2 separate regions of the Mus musculus genome follow, and region 2 is linked to region 1. A link is a contact called in public Hi-C data. All regions are on one chromosome and are shown on one strand. Each heading gives the region's core, a stretch centred on a gene start, on an enhancer-like site or on the middle of the called end of the contact. The rest is flanking DNA. Distances are from core to core; before and after follow the strand shown.

The links. Hi-C and Micro-C count contacts between places; a contact is called where the count stands out from the background.
Region 2: a Hi-C map of bone marrow-derived macrophages shows a contact between it and region 1, with 15 read pairs. The contact joins two enhancer-like sites. A contact is called at or near these places in 1 of 484 Hi-C or Micro-C datasets (bone marrow-derived macrophages), 1 of 115 datasets of contacts at active chromatin or transcription factors (stem cell-derived neural progenitor cells) and 1 of 9 other capture datasets (adipose tissue).

Annotation. Positions count from the first base shown.
Region 1 is chr5:31,669,412-31,673,882 of GRCm38.p6, forward strand. Rbks (ribokinase) reads right to left here. Exons shown (of 8, transcript NM_153196.1): 2 at 3,902-4,034. Among named protein-coding and RNA genes, the nearest start is that of Mir3473e, 4.3 kb to the left of the region's middle. Within about 2 kb of position 1,945, at least 7 of the 459 cell types and tissues checked have an H3K27ac peak or open chromatin away from gene starts, as enhancers often do. A contact at or near this core is called in bone marrow-derived macrophages, where this site is marked.
Region 2 is chr5:32,110,103-32,114,598 of GRCm38.p6, forward strand. No RefSeq gene overlaps it. Among named protein-coding and RNA genes, the nearest start is that of Gm36665, 8.7 kb to the right of the region's middle. Within about 2 kb of position 2,304, at least 75 of the 459 cell types and tissues checked have an H3K27ac peak or open chromatin away from gene starts, as enhancers often do. A contact at or near this core is called in bone marrow-derived macrophages, where this site is marked.

The DNA of each region.
Region 1 (4,471 bases), core at 695-3,194:
ATGACCCTGAGCACAGGAGTTACGTTGTAGCTGCAGATAAGGCTTTGCTTATAACAGTTTTCTTGTTTTGCAGACATTATTCTTGAATCACACATAATATGAGGCAGTTCTATCTGTGTGAGCCTGTTCCAGCTGAAAGGGATGGGTAAAGGGCAGCTCCAACATGGATTTATGCCAGGGAGGTTCACAGGACCTAATGATCTTGCTTGTAGGGTCTTCTGGTTATGAAGGAGCTCTGACACTGCTGCTCATCTGACACTGCTGTTGAAGCTCTCTTACACGGAGCCCTCCTGTCCTCACTGCTCTCTTACATGAAACCCTCCTGCCCTTGCTGCTTCTGACACTGCTGTCGAAGCCTGTAACTTTCCAAGGCTGGCTAGTGAACCCTACTCCTGCCTTGGCCTCTCCGTGCTGGGATTATACATATACACATATCACCAGACTGCCCCCCCCACCTTTTAAACACAGGTTCTATGCATTGCGATCAGATCATCATACTTGGCACACTGCCATCTCTAGTCTCCTGCTATTTTTGAGACAGGGTCTCAGCATGCAGGTTAGGGAGGGCAGCTTTACACTTTTAGTGGCTCTGTGATAGCCTCCAGCGTGCTGGGATTACAGGCATTGACCAGGGTTTGATGTTTAGAAAGAACTTATGCCTCATAAACATTTGACTTCAATGGAATACAAGTGGAGAAAGCATTTGCACCCGTCAGGAGAAGTCTATGAGAGAGGCCCTGGCAGGCTGTTTGCCTTGGGATGAAGACTTTCATTTTCAAAAACACCGTCTCTAGTTATCACTGGACTTTAGCCTGAACACACGACTCAGCTGAGTACCAAATCCATGATTCTTAACTCTGTAGAGTGCTCCATTATCCATTTGTCACGAAATAAACACTAACAGAACCCTGCTTCCTGCTTTTGTGACAAGTACCTTACTAAATAACTCCTAATTGGGTCTGCCTGTGCCACCAATCTTTCCTGTCAGTGCCTGATAGCTAGTGTATCACAGTGGAACATAAGCTAGCATTGCGTAGAGAATACAGGGGATTCTCTACCAGTTTCTCTTTTGCTCCATCTGTTCATTTTTATCTTGATTAATGTAATGATTTGGGTTTTGATTTGGAACTTGTCATCTTTAAAAAAAAAAAAACCTGCTAAAAAACAAGTGTGGCTAATTTGTCTGACGAGAATCTACTGCAAGCTGTGTGTGTGCTGGTGCTAACCTGTGGCCCAGCTTCAGACAGGTGAAGGTGGGAGGATTAAGGGCTTTCTACACCACATAGCAAGGTCAAGGCCAGCATAGGCTACAAGGGGCTATGAAACCCTATCTCACACAACCAAAAAGAAACACAACATAGGACAACACAACACAATGGAAGCTATAATGACGGTGGATAACTTTTGCTATAAAAGTCTATTATTTTTCTCCTTAAGAACTCTTAAGAGGCACATACCTATAATCCCAGCAGTCAGGACATCAAGGCAGGAGTATTATGACTTGAAAGCTAATAGGGGCTACAAAAAGAAACCCTTTATTAATCAATTAATAAAAGAGGTTTCCAGCTAGAAGTGAAGTTTAGAGGCAGAAGGCATTCTTTGCATTTGTGAGACTCTGTGTTTCTTCCCCAACACCAAAAAAGAAAATAAAACAAGGAGACTAAGAATAACACACAATTTTCTTAATTTAATGTTTTAAATAAATCCCTGCCTTAGAGTCCCAAGGTACAAAAGCAAATTTATCCTGGGCCAGCTTCCCTTGAAATCAGTTTCCTTATGTTTTCCTGTGCAAAAGCTTGGACTAAATTGTGTGGAGCAGACACGGATGACTAAAAGAGCTCAGAAGATGCTCTGGAAGCATGAGGTGCTGGCAGGAGCCATCCATTCCACTGAGCAGAGTGGCTCCTCTGCTCCTCCCTTCAATCGCCCTCAGGACTGCAGCACAGCCCCTCCCTGCTCCTCTCACATCCATCACATGATTTCATGTCTCACTTCCCCAGTTTAGTTCTACAACTCAAATATTTCTATTTTGTTTTTCTATCTTTGCCTTCCATTCTATAGACCTAAAATAAAAACAATCTCAAAATCTTAAGAGTAGGATGAGAACTGGGGCCCATGGAATCCTGACTTCAGTGGCCCAGGAATACTTTGTATATACAGCTTCCAAGAGGGGAAGGGGGCTCCATTGTCTTTTCTACTCCCCTCGTCCTAGGACAGCCACTCTGGATACCTAGCTTCCCAAACCAATTCTATGTCGATCTTTTTCCTGCCAGGAAAGCCTATCTTCTTCCCAGTGTGAGCCCCCTTTGTGAGCATCACTGGGTAGTTACCTAGATCTCATCTCCAATCAAGGACGGGATAAGTCAGTGTAAAACTTTTGTCAATGCCCTCTCACTGTGGCATCATTTCTAGAACACAATTATTTCCAGATTGGCCCTGTTACTATTTTAAATCCCTATGGACCAATCTTGATGATAGAGGTGGTTCTTATTTTGAATTTTGTTTTTCCTGTGATGTTTCTGACCAAATAGCCATGAGAATGATATGCTGGTCATAAATGAGAAATAGCAGATGAAGTGATAATTGTATGGTCTACACATCCCTTAGAGGCTCCCACTGAGAGCAAAGTGCTGCAGGAATGCAGAAATGACATTTCTGCAGATTTTTTTTTTTTGTAAAATCTATATAGTTCACAAGAGACAGCTTTTCTAATTTTTTATTCCTTATCATTTGCTGGGCAGATTCAAACTCAGCTTTCCTTATACTTAAACTCACATAAGTTTACCTTCTAATAACAGAATGTTACCACCTTCAAATGACATGAACTATATACAATTGGAAACTTTTGACAGCCAAATACAATTATTTCAGAGGATTACTGATGTTACATACCCCTTCTCTATACAACGGAAAGCAGAAGGATGCCAAGGATCAATTATATGTGGCCATTACAACCTAGTCTGCTAGCACTCACGGTACAGTGGTGATGATGAGAGGCGGGCTTAATGACGAGGGGCTGATCCTAGAGCTGGTTTGTGGCTGAGGCCCTGAGTGCAGGGTGACTCAGGCTGTTCAGAAGTGGGACTGTAGACCCCCAGGGAACAGGTTAATTCCTCTCACATTGCATACACTGGCTCTAAATTCATTGGATTCAGAGAATACAGCATCAAGTGATTTGAGGACTGCTGCTTCCCAGAGGATTCACTGACGGAGAAACTCACACAAAGCATAAGAAAGCCTAATCACTCTTATTTAGATTTTTTTACAAACAAACCTTCAAAAGAATTAAAAACAGGTACTCAGAGAGGTGCATGTGGATGCATAGTCACAGGCTACTGAGAAACAATCAGAAAGGTGGGCACAGTCCAGGAGTCCAGCAACACACTCACTGATGGATAGCTATCCACATAAAGGTATAGTATTTAGCCATTAAAAAAGATGTAATGTTGATACATGTTATGGATGGAGGAGCCTCAAAAACAGTGAAAGAAGCCAAAAGCAAAAGTCATATATTACACAGCCAATTTATATGAACTATCGGGGATAGGTTCATAGAGGCAGAATGTAGATTGGTGACCCCAGGAATTGGGAAGAAATTGCTTAAATGGACAAGAGGTTTTCCTTTGGAGTGATGGTGTTCTGTAACGGGCTGAAAACAGTAGATGCAAATCATCACAGATCACTAAGTGTTACTAAAATGTAATATTTCTTTAGACAGGGACTCACTATGTAGCTGAGGCTGGCCTTGAACCTGACCCTTCAGCATCATGAGCAGCTGGTACCATAGGTACCCACCACTATCACCAGTAAAGTGTTCATTATATAATTGTGAAGGAAAACAGAAACAATGAGCTTGAACCAGCCTTTGCCCTGGGCCCCTTCCCAATGCTATATGGCTTACCTTGCAGACTATGGCCGCCTTTGCTCCCAGTCGCGCAGCTTGGACACACTGGTTGGCACCTTTTCCTCCAAAGCCAATAAAAAACTCATGTCCATGGATGGTTTCTCCAGTTTTTGGCAAGCGAGAAGTAAGACTATTATAATTTAAGGAGAAGAAAACAAAGCACGTTGGTAATTGCAATCAGTGTACATTCTTGAGAGACCAGGAAAGGTTATTATTAGAGCTCTGATTACTCTTAAGCAAGCTGTGAGCTGCCAGGAAGACAGTCTTTCCTTTCAGTTTTCATTATAACACAGCACATCTCCTCCAGAGAATTCCTCTCCTCTCCAGTTGCTGTAGCTGCACTACAAATGACAGCTGGTGTCTGTACTGCATTGGGGCTATTCACAGGATAGTCCCCTGGCCCACAGCAGAGCTTTACTTACACTGGAACTCAGCAGGCAGGCTGAAGGAAAGGGTATGGGATTCTCTGTCAGTTTCAGAAGAAGCAGGAGGTTTATCATGATTCTAGTGAGTATCAAGTGTGGGACTTGAAGAGGAGAGGGAAGCAGGGATTTCTGGTACTAAAAG
Region 2 (4,496 bases), core at 1,054-3,553, 440 kb after region 1:
TTTCTGGACTCATGGCCACCAGCCCTTGAGCCTGGACTCCCTGAGAAGAGGTGACATCCTGGGACAAGCTTCTCCCTACAGCTAAGGCCATTCCTGAAGGAGCAAACAGCTGAACAGACACATCCCCAGCCACTGTGGCAACACATCCTTCAAAGGATGACCCAAGAGAAGCTTGGTGGCTCCTGTCACACTAAACACATATATAAACCCATAGTAGGGAAACCATTCACCATGCATTCAAAACTCAGAGTGGATGATGGCAAAGCCCGGTGGCCTAGTGGTCATAGTCAAAGGAGCCTTTCAGCTGCAATGCCCTAGCAGTGGATGGGGATCGAGTCAGATGGAAACATACACCCAGTGGGGCTGGACAGGAGGTAGTCATGTGAGGTGTAATATGGTGTGGGGGCTTGGCCTTGCTGGAGGCGTGCTCTGAGCTAGCAGGCAAGCAGAGCGCTGTCCATGCCCATTTGAGTTGCTTTTCCTCTTCACAAGGGCTCCATCATTTGTCGGCCTGTTACATGGTCCTTTGTGTACATATAGGGTTGACGCTTCCAGTTAGCTAACCCTTCAGTTTCCCTGTTTTGAGAGCTTTGATTCCCAGGGCAGTTCTTCCTCTAGGCCTGGTATCCACACATCTCAAGCTCCAATAAAGATCTCTGTACACACACCACACACTTTGGACACGTGTGCTTCACACACGTGTGCTTCACTAACCCTGGCTGGGACAGCAGCTGACCTGGCCCTTCTGAAAGCCGGACCTATCCGCCTTATCAGGTGAGAACCAAGGCCCAGAGAGAGGAAGTTGGTTGTTCAAACAACAGTAGGTGGTTGAGCCAGGAAGTGGGACATACTCCTCACCCCCACCCCCACCCCCACCCCTACCCCCACAGTGTTGGCCTTCTCTGGGCACAATGCAAAGTCCCAACAAAGCCAGATTCCTCTCTCAAAGGGGCATCTGGATTCCCACACAGGGCTTCCCCCAACAGAGAGTTCCAGAGGCAAAGGCTGACAGAGACACGGGGACTAGGAGAGTGACCGGGCACAGATAAAGTAGGCCTGTCTCTGAGGCCACTGGGTCCTCTCTTGCCCTCCTTCTTCCATTACTGGCAGTGAAAATTTGAGTCCCCAAGAGGAGGCAGTTACAAAGGTAATTTTCGTGGTAATCCAGCCCAGGTCAACTGATCTGTTTTTCTATTAATTGTTTTCCCTAAAATTGCCTTGTTCTCTGAGTTCATGCAGAGCCCCCTCAGGAGCTATTTTATCATATCTGGTTTCTAAATGGTCATACAGCACTGGCTTTCTTACCTCAGGCATATCATGCCCTTCCTAAGGGACGAGGAGTCATTCTCGTCTGCTGGTTAAGCGAGTGGCTTCCGTGGAGGCCTTTCCGCTTTGGAAGTCTATGGAAGGACTTAAGGAGGAGCAGTGTGTGGAAGCCAGAGGCCTATCTGATAACGGGAAAAGGATGGGAAGGCAGCTTAACAGGGAGGCAGGGCAAGGCATGGGGCTCTCTTGCTCTGAAAAGGGGAGAGTGAGTGAGAACTCCCCCAACAATGTGGCAGACATCTTAACCTCCATGTATCTGTGCCACTGCGTCTGTCCTCCCCATCCCATCCCTACCCCCACCCCCCAAGGGGACAGAGGAGAGACAGATGACATGCCTAGGTAATGAACTAGCCCAGAAGGGGAAAGATAACACCTGGAGGATTACGGATGCTTAGAATTTAACACCTCCTTCTCTCAGATCCAGAACCTAGCAGATAGATCCCCTGGGGGAGGATCCTGCTTGCCTCTGCCTGGTGTGGTACTCCACATTGGGCTTGCCTAGACCTTTGGGGACTGAGAGAATGAGGAAGCATGTGGCCATTCCTCATACCTCCATTTTCTGATTGATTCCTTTTCTTACCAGTGTGCCTGCCTATCTTCTACCAGGGACTCTAAGCCCCCTAAAGGGAACTGCGTGAGGCTCCCAATAGTTAGTGGTCAAGTGTTCCTGGGTCTAGTCTGCATCTCCCAAATGCAATTCTTACATTTATATACGCCCCCTGACTCTCCGTGGCCTCACCCCAGCACCTAGGGGTACAGGGTTCACTGATTGTTTGTGGATTGTATGGGAAGAATGTTGAGCACAAAGTGCTGGGCTCCAGAGACCTGGATTCCAATCCTGTTCTGACACTCACCACCACCCTTACGGGTAAAGAAAGGCTAAACACTCAGAACTTCCGTTTCCTTGGCTGTACCATGAATGCTGAGCCGGACACAGAGAGAATAGCATTATCACTGTCAGTATTACTTGTCCTCTAGAGTCCTAGAAGGGCAGCTCTGCCTGGCAAACCCCTCTGCTGTGGGCAGCCCCACCCTTCCTGCTCCCCTCTCTGCCCCTCCCCAGTTCAGTGATGGGGTGTTTTTAGGATAAGCATCCAACACAAGCACTGTGCCTTGAGGAATGATGGCCCTACTCCCAAATGGGGGAGTCCCTGCCGAGACCCTGGAAAAGACCAGTGACCAGGGGCCTTTGCAAGTAGGACTATGGCCGGAAATGGGTTGGATGAGGCCTGTGGCAGTGGCTGGTTGCTTGGTTCCCATTTTAAATGAGGAACTGCCTAGACTGCCCACTTAACCACAGACAAGGGCCTCAGCTTTCTGCTTTCCTCTGTCTCTGAACTCCAGTGTCTGGGCTGTGTTCCTGGTCCTGCTAGGATGAGTGGGAAACTGCTCCCATCACCCCTCCTGCCTGTTCCTGTTTTGGCCGTGAGGATCCAGTTTCCAGCTGGGTCAGCTCTCTGCCCCTTTCTGCCCCTCGGATCCATTCAGCCTGGGAGCAGTGACCAAGCCTGTGGCGTTCAGTGGTCCTAGACTCCAGGCACTGGTGGGGATTGCCATGATTGTTTTATTACTGACCCACTGCATAGACAATGAGGTCTAGGTTTGCCCAAGGCCAAGCAGCTGATTTGGTAAGCCACTGAGATATCAGGCAGGATCTGGCTACCCCCAAGGCTGATTCAAAGACCTGGAAAGGAGAAAAGGGGAGGGAAGAAAGGAGAAAAGATAATGGGTTCTGTCCATGTGCAAGAACTAAGCAATTACCACCTAGAACTGCCTTTTCACTTTGCTGGAGGAACATTTAATTGCTTCCTACAAATAATAACAAAACACCGTGCAGTGCCGGGCTTGTTCTATGCAAGGACTAAGTACTTCACATCGTGAACTGGTCCCAGGCTTAGAGTCAGCAGACCTGTCCTCTCTCAGGAGTCCCAGCCATCCTGAGCACTGGCCCCTGTCATCCCACACTGGCCTCCAATCATGACCCTCTTGCTTTGGCATTAACTCAGACATCTTCTCTTCCTCCAGCTACAGAGATTTTTGACCCCAGTCGCCTACCCATCCAGCATCCTGACCTCCAGTTCTGTGGCCACTACAATCTGGACTGAAATTGTCTCTCCCTTCAGCAAGTGGCACCCCTGGTAGGAACTTTGACCTCGTCTTGGAGAGTTCCTTTCTTAAAATCCCCTCAGACTACGATATTCCTGCATCCACCTAGCCCCAGTTCCTCATAGGAAATACTTCCTCATTTTTTATAAAGTTCAAACATGTATGGCAACTTGCACCTGTAATTCCATCACTTGGGAGGCTAAGGCAGGGGAATTACTGTGATCTCTCTAGGCTAGCCTGGGCTAAGGCAAGACCTTGTATCAAAATAATTATCACCCCAAAAGTCCAATATATAAAAAAGTTCTTACTTAAATATGCGCACGCGCGCATACACACACACACACACACACACACACACACACACCGTGCTAGGGAGATGGTTTAGTGAGCAAGAGTACCTACTGGGCAAACTTGAAGACCTAAGTTACAAACCCAGCACCCATGTAAAAATCTGGGTGTGGTTGCCCACATGCCTGTAACCCCAAGGCTGTGGGAGTCCAGACAGGAAGACTGCTGGGGCTCGCTGGCTGCCAGCCAGGCTCCACTTTTAGTGAGAAACCCTATCCAAAGGGAATAAGACGAAGCTGAGCAAGCAGGCCACCCGATGTCCTTCTCTGTCCACTATGTGTAGGACACACACACACACCACCTACCATACACAGATGTAAGAAGATGGAAATTGTAGGATGCTTCTTTGTCAGAATCAAAAACCATCAATGTCATACTGATAGACAGCATCCCATGAGATGCTGAAAGACCAGGATCGTGTCAGGCGCAAGACGATGCCAGGGTCCTCTACTTCTACTTAACATGACAGTGTTCTGGAACTGTTAACTAGTGGCAGGTGCCAAGAGACAATGACCCCTCACACACCAAGCAAAAACAAGTCCCAGGTGTCCAGACCACAATTCATATGTGCCATTTTCCACAAAAGATACTGGGGTTCCTTGGAGAAGTCAGATGCCAGGGCTGGAACATGGAAATTCTCTGAAGACATTGAACATCTGTTTGTGTCAGATATGGCAGGTCAAATCTACAATACCAACACTCAGGAAGCTGAGGCA